Regions from separate parts of the Mus musculus genome. Here regions 1, 2 and 4 are each linked to region 3. A link is a contact called in public Hi-C and promoter capture Hi-C data. All regions are on one chromosome and are shown on one strand. Each heading gives the region's core, a stretch centred on a gene start, on an enhancer-like site or on the middle of the called end of the contact. The rest is flanking DNA. Distances are from core to core; before and after follow the strand shown. Region 1 has its middle 56 kb from the start of Ptgs2os. Region 2 overlaps Pla2g4a (phospholipase A2, group IVA (cytosolic, calcium-dependent)). Region 3 holds the start of Pla2g4a (phospholipase A2, group IVA (cytosolic, calcium-dependent)). Region 4 overlaps Ptgs2os (prostaglandin-endoperoxide synthase 2, opposite strand).

Region 1 (4,281 bases), core at 1,738-4,237, 82 kb before region 3:
CAACGACTTGAAATGTCATTTACTATTTACTCATTTATTTATCTTGAGACATGGTTTTCCTGAGTTTCCAGGATGATTTAGTAAGACCTCATTGAAAAAGATCCCAACAAACAACAATAATAATTAACTGTGGCAATTCATTCATTCATTTACTCTGTAACAAACATTTATTGTCTATGGGATACTAGTCATTGAACTAGTTGCTAGGGCACAGAAAAATGGACTGGGAAACGATGTCTCAAGTTTCCATCTATTAAAGATTCATGCATAAATGAGTTACCATGATGCATGGGTGCATGGTAATACCTGTACATATGAGCAAACACAAGTATTCTGAGTTTCACAACACACCCCAAGTGAATGGCCTTCCCTCCTTCTCTCTTCTCTCTTCTCTCTTCTCTCTTCTCTCTTCTCCCTTCTCCCTTCTCCCTTCTCTCTTCTCCCTTCTCCCTTCTCCCTTCTCCCTTCTCCCTTCTCCCTTCTCCCTTCTCCCTTCTCCCTTCTCCCTTCTTTCTCCCTTCTTTCTCCCTTCTTTCTCCCTTCTTTCTCCCTTCTTTCTCCCTTCTCTCTCTCTCTCTCTCTCTCTCTCTCTCTCTCTCTCTCTCTCTCTCTCTCTCTCTCTCCCCCTTCCCCTCCTATTTTTTTACACTTCCCTGTCACATCTCTTTTTAACAGTGGTTTAAAAATTTGGCTGTGAATTGAAGTCATGTGAAGAACTTTAGAAAAAAAGCCTTGGTGAAATTGGGAGTGGTGGTTTGAGGCTGTAATTATCATGATCAGGAGGCTAAGGATCACAAATTGATGGCAGTCTAGAGTACACAGAGAGACAGTCCATTTCAAAAAGAAAATCAAAAGGAACGGAATAGTACTTGGGGGAGAAGAGAAGAAGGGAGGAGAGGAAAGGAATGGAGAGGAGAGGAAAGTGGGGGAGGGGGAGATAGAGAAGAAAAGAAGGAAGGAAGGAACAAAGGAAAAAGAGAGGGGAGAAAAAATCAGAGAGAAAGAATGTATTTACATTTGGTTCTCATACTCAGAGATTTGTAGTATGGAATAAGGATTAAAAATCATCTTGTTAATTCCAAGTAGAGGATCTTGGAAATGTTACATGAAATGGTTTTTCTTGAAGATTCTCTGTGGCCCAATAAAAGGAATTTTTAGAAGTATTCCCTGGCAACAAAATGAAGACAGGATTATGGGTTTTCCTGAAAGTGATTTATTCACTAGGCTTTGCAGCCACCGTGCTTATGAGTTCAATAAAATGTTTTAATATTATTTGTTTATTTATTCATTCATTTATTTATTTTGAGGCAGGGTTTCCCTGTGTATCTCTGGCTGTTTCCCAATTTGTAATCCTCCAGCTTCAGGCTCCCAAAATGCTGGGATTACAGATGTGGGACACTGTGTCCTGCTTAATGTCCTTTAAAAAAATCAGAAAAAAAATTCAACAGATTTTTAGAAGGAAGGTAATTTTACTTTTTGGGTGTAGCATTAGCAACTAGTTCATGCTATTTGTTTATCCATTGTTCCTAAACACAAACAACATGTCACAGCTAAGTAAGTATGGGCCAGTCATTTCCCACGTGACCTCCAAGAAGCTGAGTTAGTTATTCATTCATGCTTAGGCTCTGTCATTAATTCCTAACACAAAGTAGGTGCCCCCAAACATTTATCCATCAGTCAAAGTGCTATTAAATGTAATAGCACAAGAAATGTGAACTGTACTTTGGGACAAAAAGCCTAATGAACGAATAAAAAGCTCTGGATAATAAAACTGCTTGAAACAAATTTAGATCACCTCTCAAACAATTTATACTTCAAGTAAAACTGAGACACAAACAGCAAGGATGTTAGGTTGCCCATACAATTCCTGATGGATCTCAAAGGACTCTTTTCCTTTAGTAATTACAATGGATATTTTCTTTAACAGGTCTCAAAAAGGAGCCATCATCATGTGAACTTCTAGTTTCAATATTCAAAGTAGCACATGCTACCTTGGCTCTTCTGTTGGCTCAACCTTACCCCGACATCTAAAGAAAGTTCCACGTCAATCAATCAACCAATTGGAAATCAATGAAAACCTTTGTTCACACATCTGTTAACATTTAAAGATGCTCTATCTTCAGTATGATCAGGCAGACCAGTATGACCTGGCTACTTATTTGTATTTTCCATGAAGCACCGAGGTTCTGAGTGCCGCTGTTCCAGCTGTGACATTTGTGCAAATGCTGGTTCAATTAAAAAAGGAGAACTGAGTTATTTTTAATCAAGGGGCTATTTTTAATTTAGTCCCTAAAGAGTAATTAAATTAGTTGAAAAAAAATCACCCACCACAATCCTGCTTTTTCTTTTCTTATTTGGAGCACACGTGGATCCTATTGTCAGTGAAGCTATCTTTTTCTCTCTAGACATTATGCTACCACTTTCTTCAGTGCCTGTTTTGCTTTGGGTCACAGAGGACCTCAAAGACAGCAAACTAAAGTTGAGAAGACAGCAGCCTTCCTTCACTGAGCAAAAGATCTCATGCACATGTTCCCATAGAAATGGGGTAATAATAAAAGAATCAGAAAGAAGTATCATAGGAGGGAGAGATTGGGAAAAATCGAAAAGCTTTGGAAGATACAAAGGCAATAACCTGTTGTGTTTGGTCTTGGTATCTGTTGGTAGGCCATGTATTCCACACATGAAGGCAGAAGGATTGAGAACACAAGGCCTGTGTTACTAAATGAGACCCTATCCCAAGCCCTCCTGAAACACATAGGACAATATATTTGGGTGCTGGCATGACAGCCATTGTGTCAACCATGGCATTTTTAACTTTGAGGTTTCAGTGGTAGTTTGTAATTTCTCCAGGCCCAGCTCTGTAATTGCTGAGGTATTTAGAGCTGGAATGTTGTCTAGAGGCATTATCTGAAGTGAGATCCAGACAGGGTAAGCATTGAATGTGAGTAATGACGTTGTCAGTTTAAAATAAACACAGGTGCCAGTGGTCCTGTGTTATGTCAATGGTCATGCATTACTATGAAATGACTCCAGAGGCAGGGAAGAGGGAAGGGTCCAGTGGATTCATGGGCAAAGTATTGTGTATCAGTGACCTGAGAAATCAGGACATGGAAATCAAGAGGGCGCGTTCTACTCTTCTGTCTCAGGAAGGAAATAAAGCTCCAAATAAGGAGACTCAGCTAACAAACCCTGAAGATGACACATTTAGCATGAGAGTGCTCCAGTGACAAAGGTCACTTGGTACAGTTAAGAGAACAAGCTCGGAGCAGATGCCTCATGTTATTAAATTACTTACATCTGTGTTTCAGCTCACTCAGAGGTAGAGCTGGAGTTGACGGAGACAGTGCCCACCTTTTCATGAAAATTAAATGAGTTAGTGTTATTAAAATGCCTAGTTGTTGATATGCAATAAAGTGCTCAGAAATGGTAGCTATGTTTCTTTCCAGATACAGACACGGAGATGGTCACTGGACAGTCTAAAATGCTTCACCACCATGGTTCTAGGACTTTTCCATTCCAGCCATGTTAACATCAATTCAATAACAAAACTTCAACTCTTGTTTTTGCCACCCCTGGCCCAGATTAATTATATGATTTTATTATATTAACTCGTGTGTTAGAAAAATAATTACTGTTGATTTTTTTTGTTTGTTTAAATAGGTCTAACTATTTTAGTCTTAGTGGGCCTGGGACTCCTCATATAACTGAGGCTGATGTCAAATGTAGGGAGCTCCTCCTACCTAAGCCTCCTGAATACTGAGGTTAAAGGTACATGTTACTACAACGGGCTATAAGTTAAGGATGACTGTTTTTATCCAGTGGCAAAGTTTACTGACTAACCCACACACTGAATTCTGGGTCTATAGAAGGTTTTTGGCTACTAAGACTTACTCTGTTAGAAACTTCTGGCAAGTAGAAGCAATGGACACCTCTCTAAAGGATGCGTATTCTCAAAATTGCTTCTGAAGAAGCAGAATCTATGTACCTGATCAACTAGGCTGCCAGGTCCCATTTCTTAGGTTTAGAATTTCAGATCCATTCAGGAAACACTTAGCTGAATATCAACTGCAACATCAGTTATATGGAGAGGGGATCCCCTATTCCTCCCCTCCTTCGCCCACCCCATCCCACATACATACCATATATGCCAAAACGCACATCCTGGCATCTGCAAGCTAACTTTGTGCAGGAATTGTTGCTGGAGACATAAGAATGAACCTTCACGTCAGTGGGGTACTGGTAAAACATAAACTACTTTCAGGAGAAAATTACATCTAAAAG
Region 2 (3,973 bases), core at 1,321-3,820, 70 kb after region 3:
TGTTGAAACAATGGAAGCTTTGAGTGTGAGTTCAAGATGTTAAGTTTGTGTTGGAGTGATTTCATTGAGGAACTATGTCTCGTGTGAAGTCAAAGACTCCACATTAGGTAAGTTCAGGAGATAAGGTAGAGTTTGGAGGAACATCAAGATACCACAGAGGCCCCAGGTCATGGTGTTCAGCAGGATTCTGACTTTACAGTGTGTAGAGCACTGATCCATTTACTAGAAGTCATACTTTAAAAGTTGTGAATTCTTTTCTTTCTTTCTTTTTAGTTTCTTTTTATTTTAAATGAACACTGAAGATAGGAACCTGCTCTTAGGTATGTTAGGCAAGGATTTCACCAAGGAGCTGTAGCCACAGATTTTAAAATTTGCTGTTTTGTTTGACCACCAGTGGGAGTCCACTGCTATTACTCCTATCCCACTGTACCATCAACAAAGGATCCAACACTTTACAGGGCACTATTTTGCTAATCCAAAGTGAGCTGGTGGGTTAGGTGCATTCAATGCCTTTGAATTATAGTTCCTTTGTCCTAATAGGTTTATCAGCACACAATTTTACATCAGTGACATCACTTCACGAGAAGTCTGGGAATCATTGGATAAGATGGTGTGCTGGAGAATTTTTATGTCAACTTGACAGAAGCTAAAGTCATCTGAGTGGAGGGGACTTCAGTTAAGAAAATGCTTCTATTAAAATTTGGCTCTAGGCAAACCTATAGGGTCTTATGTTAATTAGTGATTGATGACAGAGAGTACAGCCCATTGGGGGTGGTACCATCCCTGGGCTGCTGGTCCTGGGTACCATAACAGAGTTGGCTGAGCAGTCCACATGGAGCAAGCTGGTAAGCAGTGCTCTTCCATGGCCTCTGCATCAACTCCTGCCTCCAGCTTCCTGTCCTGTTTGAGTTCCTGCCTTGACTTCCCTTAGTGTTGAACCATTACCTGGAAGTATAAGTTGACATAAACCCTTTCCTTCCCAAGTTGCTTTTGGTCATGGTGTTTCATTACCCCAAGTAACCCTAAGACAGATGTCAAGGACATCAGACTGTCAACTATGCACAGTATAGTCCAAATGAAGGTCAAACAATTTCTGGCTTTAAGAAAGAATAGCTTTTTTTTTTTTTAGACTAGGCACTGTGGTGAAGTGACACATCTCATATAGCAATCTTCACAGTATATCATATATCACATCTTCACAATATATCATATACCACATCTTCACAATAGCTAACTTTTAAATGACAGGGTATTTTAGAATGTTCCTTTATTCTTGCTGTTCCTGTTTTAGGCAGTAAGTTCTGTGAAGGAAATACAAAATAAGCAGCTACAAGCCATAGTATAGCTACAGTTGTTTGAATACTTTTGTTAGTGTGAAAGATTGAAAACTTGGGATTTGCTTAGCTAGTACTAATGAAAATCGTGACGTTTAACAGACAAAAGCTATAGAGACCACAGAGACAAAGTGACTTGTTGACAGTGTTTTAAGGAACCTGGGTTATTATATGAAAGCTACTTACTGTCCAGGTCTTCATAATTCTCACTGATGGCTACACGTGTTAACAATGAAAAAAAAAAAGTTAAGTTGAGGAACTGTAAGGTTATAGAGCACAAAGAGGAACAAGCCACAGGAAAAATCGTGTAGCATCTTCATCTTTTAAATCTTGAAAGATTGCCTAGGATATACTCTGGATGGCAGTTGTTGAGTTCTTGAATAAGAGAAGATTCTCAGTAGGAAACACATAAGTTAGTCCAGTTTTATATATTAAAAATGCTATTTCTAAGTGTCCCCTTGTGCCAGTGACTCCAATTGCACTGGCAGACTTGCAGTCCCCACTCACTGTTCAGAATATTCTTTCTTGTCAAGTTCATATTTTGTTCTTCCCAAGGGAGAATTACAGGCATGGTATGGAAATATGACTCTTTCTAAAAGTGACTCTTAACTTTCAAAGTTTCATTTTATTATCTTGCAAGGGTCAGATAAATGCAAATACACTGAAACCGTCATTGTCGTTCCGTTGAGGGATGTACACAATTACTGAGTCAGCATGGTCCTCATTGACCTTTGTTTCTGTCTAGAAGAAATGAGGATGAACAGACCGGGGATAAGAATTCAAAATCATGACTTATTGACAGGGAACAGGTCTTAAAGTGTGTGCATAGTGTGTTATAAGACATTTGAAGACCTCTTTACCAATAGGAAAATAGTGTTTGACTGTGTGGATCTTTTCAGTGTACTAGCTTAAAAATATCTCTGGTACCAGTGACTGTATTTGCTTTTTTAGTTTCATTCTTTTGACATATTCAAGAGAAGCCATGGCTTAGGCACATTAGAAATTAATGTTAAAGTCTGAAATGCTGTTTTAAGCAATCGTTTCTCTACTCTGGTTGCCTATGCTTTCTCTGACTGAACACGTGCCATGGGAGATGTCAAAATTCTTCTCCACCCTGGAATGCAAAGAAGAGGTTTTTAGTTTCCACAAGGGTGCATAATTGGTGCTGCCTGCCTCTTACATCTCTGATTTTGAGAGGAGTTGGAGTTATGATTTGTTCAGAAGGGGCTGATGGTGGGGAGCTGCCTCAGAGATTTGGTCCCCCTTCTTTCTACTGCAGTGTGTGGGAAGAAGCTTCAGTCATTGTCTAAGACCTCACAGGAAGTGCATATTTTTGTAGCTGTTTTAGCTGAATGACATGTTCCTGGTAGAAGATGCAGAGATCACGAATATCAGATTTCCTGGCAAGTCTGAACATAGTGCATGGAGCGGGGAGGCAGCTAAACTTCCTTCTGATGCTCTGTCATCTGCTTGGGCAACACAAGGAAGTTAGGGGCTGACCCATGACGAGAGCCTCAGCAACACATCCTGAAATGTCCCAGATGACAGAAACATCCTGTACCCGCTTTTATGCTGCCTTTACCTGAAGATCCTTGTCTTCTATCTAGGATCAGAATATCTTAAAAGGAACGTGGATAGAAAGGGTATTCTCCTGGTAACACAAATATAGCCCCAAACATGGCATACCAAATTTTAGGTTTTGTTTTATCAAGTCAATGGAACAGTGAGGCACTAGATACCTTCAAGCATTGAGTATTTTAATAACAAAGTGGTGTCAGGAGCTGCCAGTTGAAAATTCAGTTTTTTATTAACTAATCTCATGAGGCACACATTGTGATAGGGCATGAGAGTTTATTTTCTATCCATTTGTACATGGAGATTTGGCCCTTTGGAGAGAAATACACTCAGTCTAATAATGGCAACTTTCATTATTTCCTTGGAACAAAACAGAATATACAGCCAAGTATGATGGGGGCATGGTTGTAATTCCAGAGCACCGTGGCTAAGAAGGAATTACCAGTTCTAGCCCAGCCTAGATTATAGAGGGATACCTTGTCTCAACAAACAAACAGACAAACAAACCCCCAATACCAGCGGCCACTACAAAACAGAATTTGTGTTGCCTATGTCTGATTTATCTTACTAAATATCCCCAATAAAATTATTCAGTATAAAACCTTTCCCACATCCCCTTTTGGAAAGATTTAAGTGGATATTTCAAAATGTGAAATTAGGCATAATATCCTGGGATGTGGTCAGACAATACTCCCATTGATAGATGCTGATTATTTGAAAGCCTGTCATTTTGACTAATATTGAACGACAATTCATCTGGGCATGTATAATTCCTTTTGTCCTAGAATATTTGGAATATTTTTATCAGCTAAAAAAGTAATATCTAAATCTCTCATGGATTAAGATTTGTAAAGTTAGGCAGAGGAAATTTTCTGTGGGTCAGACCCTCCCAAGGTTTTATCTCTCTATTAGTGATTGTATATTTCTCAAAAGAACAAGATTGTCTGATGTCCTCACAGACACATTTGCGTTCACCAAGCATTCATTTGGAACAGATTGCCCATCAGTTCCAAGTATTAAGTCCAGTACACTATGAGAGAAGGTTTAATATAGACTTTATTATA
Region 3 (3,939 bases), core at 553-3,052:
TCAGAATTGCCTCAACACAGAGGCAATGGGCTTAGACTACACACTGTCGTCAGCACATTTAAATTCCAACAGCATAAATATTTTCAAAACCCTGCAGTGCCTGGAAGTCCTTCTGTGAGATGAGTAATGGGGTTTGTGCCCATTGTGACAGAGTCACTAAAATTGGACAGGAATTCCCTGCACCAAATTTAGAGGGATCTTGGAGAGCAAAAAACAACTCGTGAAATTGTTGCTGCAAGTGGATAGAAGGAATTAGGGTAACCTAATTCCTAACCCAAGTGTTGGTGAACACAACTTACGTGTAGCCATATTTTCTGCAGTGGATTACCATATTTATCTTAACTTCGTGAATCTGTCTATTCATACCACATAAACTTGTACTTTGTGATAGAATGGAGGTGTCAGATTTGCCTTTTACTTTACTCATGAATGGAAAAGGAGCCTTTAAAAGTGTAATTGCTAGGCCTGGGTGGCATGTGCTTTTGATTCCACGGAGGTGGTGGCAGGAAAGTCAGGCGTTCAAAGTCATCTGTTGCTAGCCAGTTCAGTTTGAGTCCAGCCTTGGTTGCATGAGAGCCTGCCTCCGACACCAAAAAGGAGTAAATTATGAAACGAGAACAAAAATGCATCCCTCCTTGGTTTATGCTTCAGGTCTTGCCTCCTGTTTTCTGCTTTGAATTTCTACTCTGACTTCGCTTCCTGATGGACTGTCAGGACCTGTATGCCCAAATAAAACTTTCCCTTCACAAATTGCTTCTGGTCAGAAAAATTTATCCCAGCAATAGAAAGCAAACAGAAGAAGAAAAGATGTGCTTTTAAGAAATATTGAGGATATTAATTAGGAGATAAATGGTGGCGTTGTAGAGAGGAAGGGGCTCTGCTAACTGCCTTTGATATGGAGGAAGCCCTGAAGGCATTCTAACCAGGGTACTTAGAGTAACAGGATTTCATGAATTGTCAGGACGTCTGTTTGCCTTGAGATATGGCTTCACTATGTAGCATAAGCTGACTTTGAACTCATACATGTTTTTTTTTCTACTTCCCACATGACAGTTGTGAGCTACCACGCTTGTAATAGATACAACACTTTCTTCACATAGAAGTTATTATATGCTTCAAATTAGATTGCAGATTCTTCCTGATTTGTTGTTACTTCTACGTCGGAACTTATGGGTTCTATTCTCTGAAAGGGCTTAAACAACTCAGAGGCTTTGAGTTTGGGGAGAAAGGCTTGAACAGGTTTGCTTTTCAAGGTTGTCCAACACTGTTCAACTGTAAAATGTATATGCGTTTTGTATTTGCGGTTTGTTTAAAACTTCACCTTTTAAAGACTCTAAAAATTCTCAACATAATGCATTATCTTTTCAACTTCACTTTTAGTCTTTTGGAAAAAAGAGGAAGTAGTGACTGCTTAAGGGCAAGCAGCAGCAGCAGCAGTCTCTCTCTCTCTCTCTCTCTCTCTCTCTCTCTCTCTCTCTCTCTCTCACACACACACACACACACACACACACACACACGCACATGCACACACACACACACACACACACATGCACACACACACATAGGCACGCACATGCATACCCCCAGGACCAGTTAGGTCACATGTTTTTAAAGCATATTTTCATGCACACCCCTAGGACCAGTTAGATCACATATTTTTAAAGTATATTTTCTGACTCGAAAGGCCTGTTTCTGAAAACTAAACATGTCCATTTAGAATGTTAGTCTTCACCAGAGGAGCTCGCTTGAATTCCACCTTAACATCCACAGAGACCAGCCCACTTCTTAGCCCCTCCTACCAGCCGGAGAAGACTTTCTAGAAGTCGGAACTGTGAAGGGCTCCCGACTGAGAGCCAGAAGGCACAGAGAAGCCTGAGGATTCTCATTTAACTCTGGGAACTGTAAGCAATGCATTTACTCTCCCTGCCTGCTTCCTCTTGCACTTTCCATCGCTATCCGTGGGCAGCTTCCCAGGAGGAAGGCAGCCACGCGTGCTAAAACTTCACTTCTTTCACTCCTCTGCCTCTGGGAAAGGTTCACAACGCAGGCTTCAGTTTCCTTCTAAGTGAGGAGGGTTTGGTTTCCTGGGTCTAAGAGCAGATTGGAATAAAGGTATAGGTTGTTTCCTTCAGCGGGTGCTGGGAAATTGAGTCTTTATAGAGAAGTGAGTTGGCGCGCCTTTGTGTCCCACGTGATGCTACCCAGTGATTCCTGACTCCTGAGTTTGAGTGCTGCTTGTAAAGATGTTTAGGGGCAGTTTGGTGACTCATTTAAATTTTAATTGATAAAAAGAGTTATGTTCGCAGAACATTCCTGGGTATTTAATGGGCTGCTGTGTGATGTGACTTATAACACTGAAAAACTAACCTTGAACTAACAAGCACCGCTGCTCTCAGGCTTTGGGTAACTTGTGACAGGACAACAGGTCAAAACAGTTTTTTGGAAAATATTCTATCAAGTTGCACACTTGTGAATATCATTTTAGAACTGAGGTTCTAAAATCTAAAAGATGGAAGAGTGAAAGGGACTTGGTTTTGAAATAAATGACTTAACATCTTTACTTCTTTTACAATTTGTAATGATTTAAATAGATTCATCACTTCAGACACTTGGTTATGAAAAATGCTCCTGATGTTAGCTGTTGGTTTAAACTGCTTTCACTGAAGGCTGGTGGAGAGCAGCATTAGAGATGTGCCACTTAGAAGGGGTGGATTCGCCCGGCATGGTGGCGCACGCCTTTAATCCCAGGGAGGCAGAGGCAGGCAGATTTCTGAGTTCAAGGCCAGCCTGGTCTACAGAGTGAGTTCCAGGATAGCCAGGGCTATACAGAAAAACCCTGTCTCGAAAAACAAAAAACAAAAAACAAACAAACAAACAAACAAACGAAACAACAACATAAAAAGAAGGGGTGGATTTTAGTATTATATTTGGGATTCTAATTTGGGAAAAAGGAGTGTATTTTGTGTTGCTTCTGTTTGTTGAATACATTTGAAATTGCAGTCAAAGAGATTCACAGAGAATTTAATGAAATAGACCTATCCAGTCTGAAATTATATCACAGATATAGTGAGACCTGGCCAATGAAGCTGGTCTCTGTTTTCATTGAGCTCACGAAGAGTTAAATTTTAAATTAAGCAATAATTGTGAAATGCATAGAGAAGTTTAATGGCCTTCTCTCAAAGTTTTACAAAACTTCCTCTAAGGAAAACATATTTTATGGGAAGAGACACTTTCATTTTAACTGTATACGTTTTTAAAATAGCATTTTATATTTATTTTTAAATAGAAAAAATAAAATTATGAAACACATGTCTTAGCCTCTCATAAGGTTCATGTCAGAGAACTAAATTGGCTTGTCTTTAACCCTTGTCTTTCCTACTGTTTTTTCTAGTCCTGAAGCAGATTGTTCGATTGTTTAAATATTAATAAACATGCTTGAGGAGTAAAAAAAGAGTAAGAAAAAAGTTGCCATGTTTGTTTTCCCTTCCTTTCTGTATATCACCACATCTCCCCACAGTATGCCATCATGCTGGTAAAATTATATATATATTTATATATACATAATATATATTTCTTTTTCTTTCTTTTTGATCTCTAACTCCTTTACAAACATTTTGAGGACTCAGGAGTTCTCCTAAGGTAATGAACACATGCTTGTCCAGTGCACACAAATTTGAAAGAAAGAAAGCAATTCACACATTTGCCAAAGACATGGGACATTTCATAAACCTCTGGATTTTCTTATCATTTATCAAAGTTAAGCAGCAAACGCTTTCACATGTGAGTAGGAGCTGCCCCACTGTCATACTGAGAATCTCAAGGGGCACTTGTTCACTGATAGCCACTCTAAGCTCCCTACTACCATGAATAGAACCACTTCCTAGAAAGCTAGTGACCTAGATTCTAGACTCAATTCCAACAATATTCTCCATGAAACAT
Region 4 (3,847 bases), core at 1,081-3,580, 110 kb before region 3:
CTCTCAAAAGCAATAAGCACTCTTACTGAATGAAGAATCTGTTTAGCCCCTGTTTGTCTTCTTAAGGGTCCCATGGCAGTTGCCCTGTATGCTTATTTGTGACTACATATGCAAGGAACATCACTACAACTAGAATGCATGCTTCATCAAAAAGACCCTCCTGTAGAATCTTGTGTTTGAAAGCTACATCTGCTGTAAGACCATTAGAGAAGAGAAGACTCACTTCAGTTCAATGGTTTGTATTCAGAAGTCCAGGATTGAGAACTAAGTAAACAATGGTGGCCCTTAAAGAGATAGAGTGTTTTTCACAGTGCTGTATATTCCACCATAGTCATCTTGTATTGCATTAATCAGAATCAAGAATTTATGACTGAGAAGCACATCATTGCCATAATTGCATTAACTGTAAAGACAATTTTAGTGACATGACACTGTCACAGACAAAGCAAACCCACAGATATAGTATAGCAGATTATGAAGACTTAGATTGGAGTCTGACTCTCTGGTAGTCTTTAGCTTAGGGAAAAGAACAGATATCTCCTAGTGCTGTGCTGAGCAGTTGTTATCAGTGTTGACTGAGTTTCCTTCTGTCCAATCACATTTATAGGAACCATGTTTTTGAAGCTCTCCATGTGATGGCTGGTACTGAGCCAGTGCTTTCCACCTCTGCCCTTTTTGTAACCGTCTACTTCACTGAGTCTCAGATTAGGCAAGTTTCTTCACTACTCAATCATTCCTCAGCATTTTTGTTGTACAGAAACATTAATTTGCTTAATGTCCTAGAAGTAATGGGTTTGGGGGATAGAGTATAAATCAGGTTTTTATAGATCTTGAAGGTCTTCTTTGATGTAGCATCTGTATCTGCAGTCATTCAAAAACATTTTTTTTTTGATGTTTTGTTCAAGTTCTGTTTCTAGGATGATATGGGTGCCTGCTTCACCCAGGCACTCAGGGACATGGGTTTGCTTGTGTGATGTGAATAGCTCTGGCTCCTGGGTAGAAAGTCGGGAGAGTCTTATCCCTAACATCCTAGCTTCTCATCTTTGTTTATATGTCTGGATTTTAGCTTTCTTCCCTTGGGAAGCATAGATGATACATGAGATAAGAATTTTCATACTAGGCTTATAGTGATAATTAGAGAATGTTCTATGGAAGACAGTGTGAATATAAGGTGGCTGGTGTTACATAGATACATAAGCTCAAGAAATCTGTATTTGCCTAATTCTCATTTATTTGGAAAGGAATGAGAAAGACATTGCTGTTGAACAAAATGATAAACCCAAACAACATGGCTCCTAATACATAATTCCATTTATACAGGCATCACTCTAGTACAGGAATAGAAACAAGAGCTGAACACGTAGCTCAGCTTGTTGAGTGTCTGCCTGGTGTACACAGCTGGTGTCTGGTTTTTGGCACCATCTAAATCTTACATGGTGGTACATTCCTGGCATCCTAGCCCTCAGGCAATGGAGGCAAAGGAATCAGAACTTCAAAATCATCTTCATCATCATAGGGTGGTCAAGGCTGGTCAGTTAAGACCCTGTCTAAGCAAAACAACACACACACACACACACACACACACACACACACACACACACAAATACTGATTACTTGTGTGTGCACACACAGAGTTTAGTTTAGTTTAGATTTTAGGTCAGTTTTCCATTCTTTCACCAACAAATATTTCTAAAGATGTTACTGAGAAGCAAACTATTTAAAGAAATGTTTAAGTAGATCTTTGCAATCCACTACATACTGGCCAACTAGCCAGATAAGACAGTGAACACCTGTAATCCCAGAATTTAGAAAGAGTCAAGAGGATCATTTAGAGTTTTAGGATATCCTGGGCAACTATAGTAAAACTTAGTCTTAAAAACACAACACAACACAACACAACACAATACAACACAACACAAAAGAGGCAGTGGTGATATACATCTTTAATACCAGCACTTGGGAGGCAGAGACAGGCAGATTTCTGAGTTTGAGGTCAGCTTGGTCTACAGAGTGAGTTCCAGGATAGCCAAGGATACACAGAGAAACTCTGCCTCAGAAAACAAACAAACAAGCAAACAAACAATGCATACACACACAGAAATAACAACCAGACTAAAAAAAACAAACCACCATATACCAATATACCATTCCCTTTCAAAAAGCTAAGCACAAACTAAGTTATAAATCAAAACAATAATTTAAAATTCTCATCATGGACTGAAATAAGGAGAGGTAAGGGTGCTTTATCTATGGCAACATTATTTGCCATCAAAAGCACAAACCACATCCTTCCTAGATAATGAATGCTGAAGGAAGTGAGCTGGGAAGGGAGTGGGCAGTAAACATGCTCTATTAGCTGTTAAAGTAGTGACACTATAGCATCTGACAGAGGTCCGTCTTGGACTAAGATTACCATCTTTCGGCTAGGTAGTTAAGAGTGCTTGCTGCTTTTCTGGAGAATGTAAGTTCGATTCCCAGTATCTTGGCTGGCACACAATTGACTGTAACCTCAGCTCCACAGTATCTGACACTCCTTTGGCTTGGTCAGGCATACACATGCAAATTCTTGCACACAGATACATGAGTACATAAATAAATAATGTAATAAATCTTTAAAAACAGGAACAGTTTGGTGTGGTGGCACCCTCCTTCAATTCTAGCTCTCAAGAGGCTGAGACAAGCAGATCTCTGCAAATTCCAGGCCAGCATGGTCTGTGTATTGCACTAAAGTCAAGGCCAGCAAGTGCTAAAGAGTGGAACCCTGTCTCAGAGAAAGAGGGAGAAGGAGGAGGGAGAGGAAGGAGGGAGAGGAAGGAGGGAGGGGGAGGGGGAGGATGGAGAGGAAGAGGGAGAAGGGAGAGGGAGGGGGAGGGGGAGGGGGAGGCTGATTTATATTTTGGGACCTGTTCGGTGAAAGGATCAGTTTAATAGTCATAAAAGAGTTAGAATCCTCTCTAAAAAAAGCTGGTTTTGCCAACATTTCTTTTTTTTTTTTAAATTAGGTATTTTCTTCATTTACATTTCCAATGCTATCCCAAAAGTCCCCCATGCCCTCCCCCCCTACTCCCTAGAAACTTCTTTTTTAAGCTCCAAATATTACCAACTAACTGTGTTTGTCAAGGTTCTCTCGAGAAACAGAAATGATAGAATGAATACACACACATACACATGTACACACACACACACACACACACACACACACACACAGACAGAGAGAGACAGAGAGACAGAGAGAAAGGGGATATATTATAATGCCATCATACAGGCTGTGGTCCAGCTAATCCAAAACTGCCTATTGACTAACAAAAGCTACAAGAATCTAATAACTGTTCAGTCCACGAGGATGGATGTCTTAGCTGCTCTTTAGTATACACAGGGAACCTGATGAAGTAGTATTATATCTTATAATAATAAATTTGAAATAAGATAGATAAGGGAGCAATATTAGGATGAATTTCTCAGCAAGAGCAAAGGGCAGGCAGGCAAAGAGTGACAGCTTCCCTTCTTCCTTATCCTCTTTATAGGCTCTCACAAGAAGGCATGGCCTAGTTCAAAGGTGGATTTTATAACCTCAAAAGATAGGAACTCAAGTTGAGTGTTCACACTTCAAATGATTTAATTAGGAAACACATCTGACAGGTGTGCCTAGCCACTTGAGTTTTAGTTAAGTGCAGATGTAATCAACAACCAAGAATAATCATCTCATCAACGCAGCATTCAAACTTCTGTGACCATTGGCAACTCCAGCTCCAGGGGACCTGACACCTCTAGCCTTTTGGGTCACCAGCACTCATGTACACAAACCTACATGTAGCCACACATATTTGCATATAATTAAAAATAATGA

What was found. Promoter capture Hi-C pulls out the DNA fragments that hold promoters and counts their contacts. A called contact is a pair of places that touch in the nucleus more often than the background predicts.
Region 1: a Hi-C map of the C2C12 cell line shows a contact between it and region 3, with 2.8 times the contacts expected there. The contact joins the enhancer-like site here to the promoter of Pla2g4a in region 3. A contact is called at or near these places in 4 of 39 promoter capture datasets (the C10 cell line, the HPC-7 cell line, embryonic stem cells and 1 more), 1 of 15 datasets of contacts at CTCF or cohesin (the NIH/3T3 cell line), 1 of 484 Hi-C or Micro-C datasets (the C2C12 cell line) and 2 of 9 other capture datasets (adipose tissue and pancreatic islet).
Region 2: a Hi-C map of bone marrow-derived macrophages shows a contact between it and region 3, with 1.8 times the contacts expected there. The contact joins the enhancer-like site here to the promoter of Pla2g4a in region 3. A contact is called at or near these places in 2 of 39 promoter capture datasets (HPC-7-derived erythroid cells and macrophages), 7 of 484 Hi-C or Micro-C datasets (bone marrow-derived macrophages, epidermal suprabasal cells, granulocytes and 4 more), 1 of 115 datasets of contacts at active chromatin or transcription factors (the HPC-7 cell line) and 3 of 9 other capture datasets (adipose tissue, liver and pancreatic islet).
Region 4: a contact with region 3 is called in a promoter capture Hi-C map of the HPC-7 cell line, with 2.5 times the contacts expected there. The contact joins the enhancer-like site here to the promoter of Pla2g4a in region 3. A contact is called at or near these places in 2 of 39 promoter capture datasets (the C10 cell line and the HPC-7 cell line), 1 of 15 datasets of contacts at CTCF or cohesin (the NIH/3T3 cell line) and 2 of 484 Hi-C or Micro-C datasets (bone marrow-derived macrophages and nephron progenitors).

Annotation. Positions count from the first base shown.
Region 1 is chr1:150,041,982-150,046,262 of GRCm38.p6, reverse strand. No RefSeq gene overlaps it. Among named protein-coding and RNA genes, the nearest start is that of Ptgs2os, 56 kb to the left of the region's middle. Within about 2 kb of position 2,987, at least 28 of the 459 cell types and tissues checked have an H3K27ac peak or open chromatin away from gene starts, as enhancers often do. A contact at or near this core is called in the C2C12 cell line and the NIH/3T3 cell line, where this site is marked.
Region 2 is chr1:149,890,073-149,894,045 of GRCm38.p6, reverse strand. The region is part of intron 5 of Pla2g4a (phospholipase A2, group IVA (cytosolic, calcium-dependent)); the gene reads left to right. Among named protein-coding and RNA genes, the nearest start is that of Pla2g4a, 69 kb to the left of the region's middle. Within about 2 kb of position 2,570, at least 14 of the 459 cell types and tissues checked have an H3K27ac peak or open chromatin away from gene starts, as enhancers often do. A contact at or near this core is called in bone marrow-derived macrophages, where this site is marked.
Region 3 is chr1:149,959,153-149,963,091 of GRCm38.p6, reverse strand. Pla2g4a (phospholipase A2, group IVA (cytosolic, calcium-dependent)) reads left to right here and starts at 1,802. Exons shown (of 18, transcript NM_008869.4): 1 at 1,802-1,901.
Region 4 is chr1:150,071,549-150,075,395 of GRCm38.p6, reverse strand. Ptgs2os (prostaglandin-endoperoxide synthase 2, opposite strand) reads left to right here. Exons shown (of 5, transcript NR_015466.3): 5 at 1-523. Among named protein-coding and RNA genes, the nearest start is that of Ptgs2os, 26 kb to the left of the region's middle. Within about 2 kb of position 2,330, at least 1 of the 459 cell types and tissues checked has an H3K27ac peak or open chromatin away from gene starts, as enhancers often do. A contact at or near this core is called in the HPC-7 cell line, where this site is marked.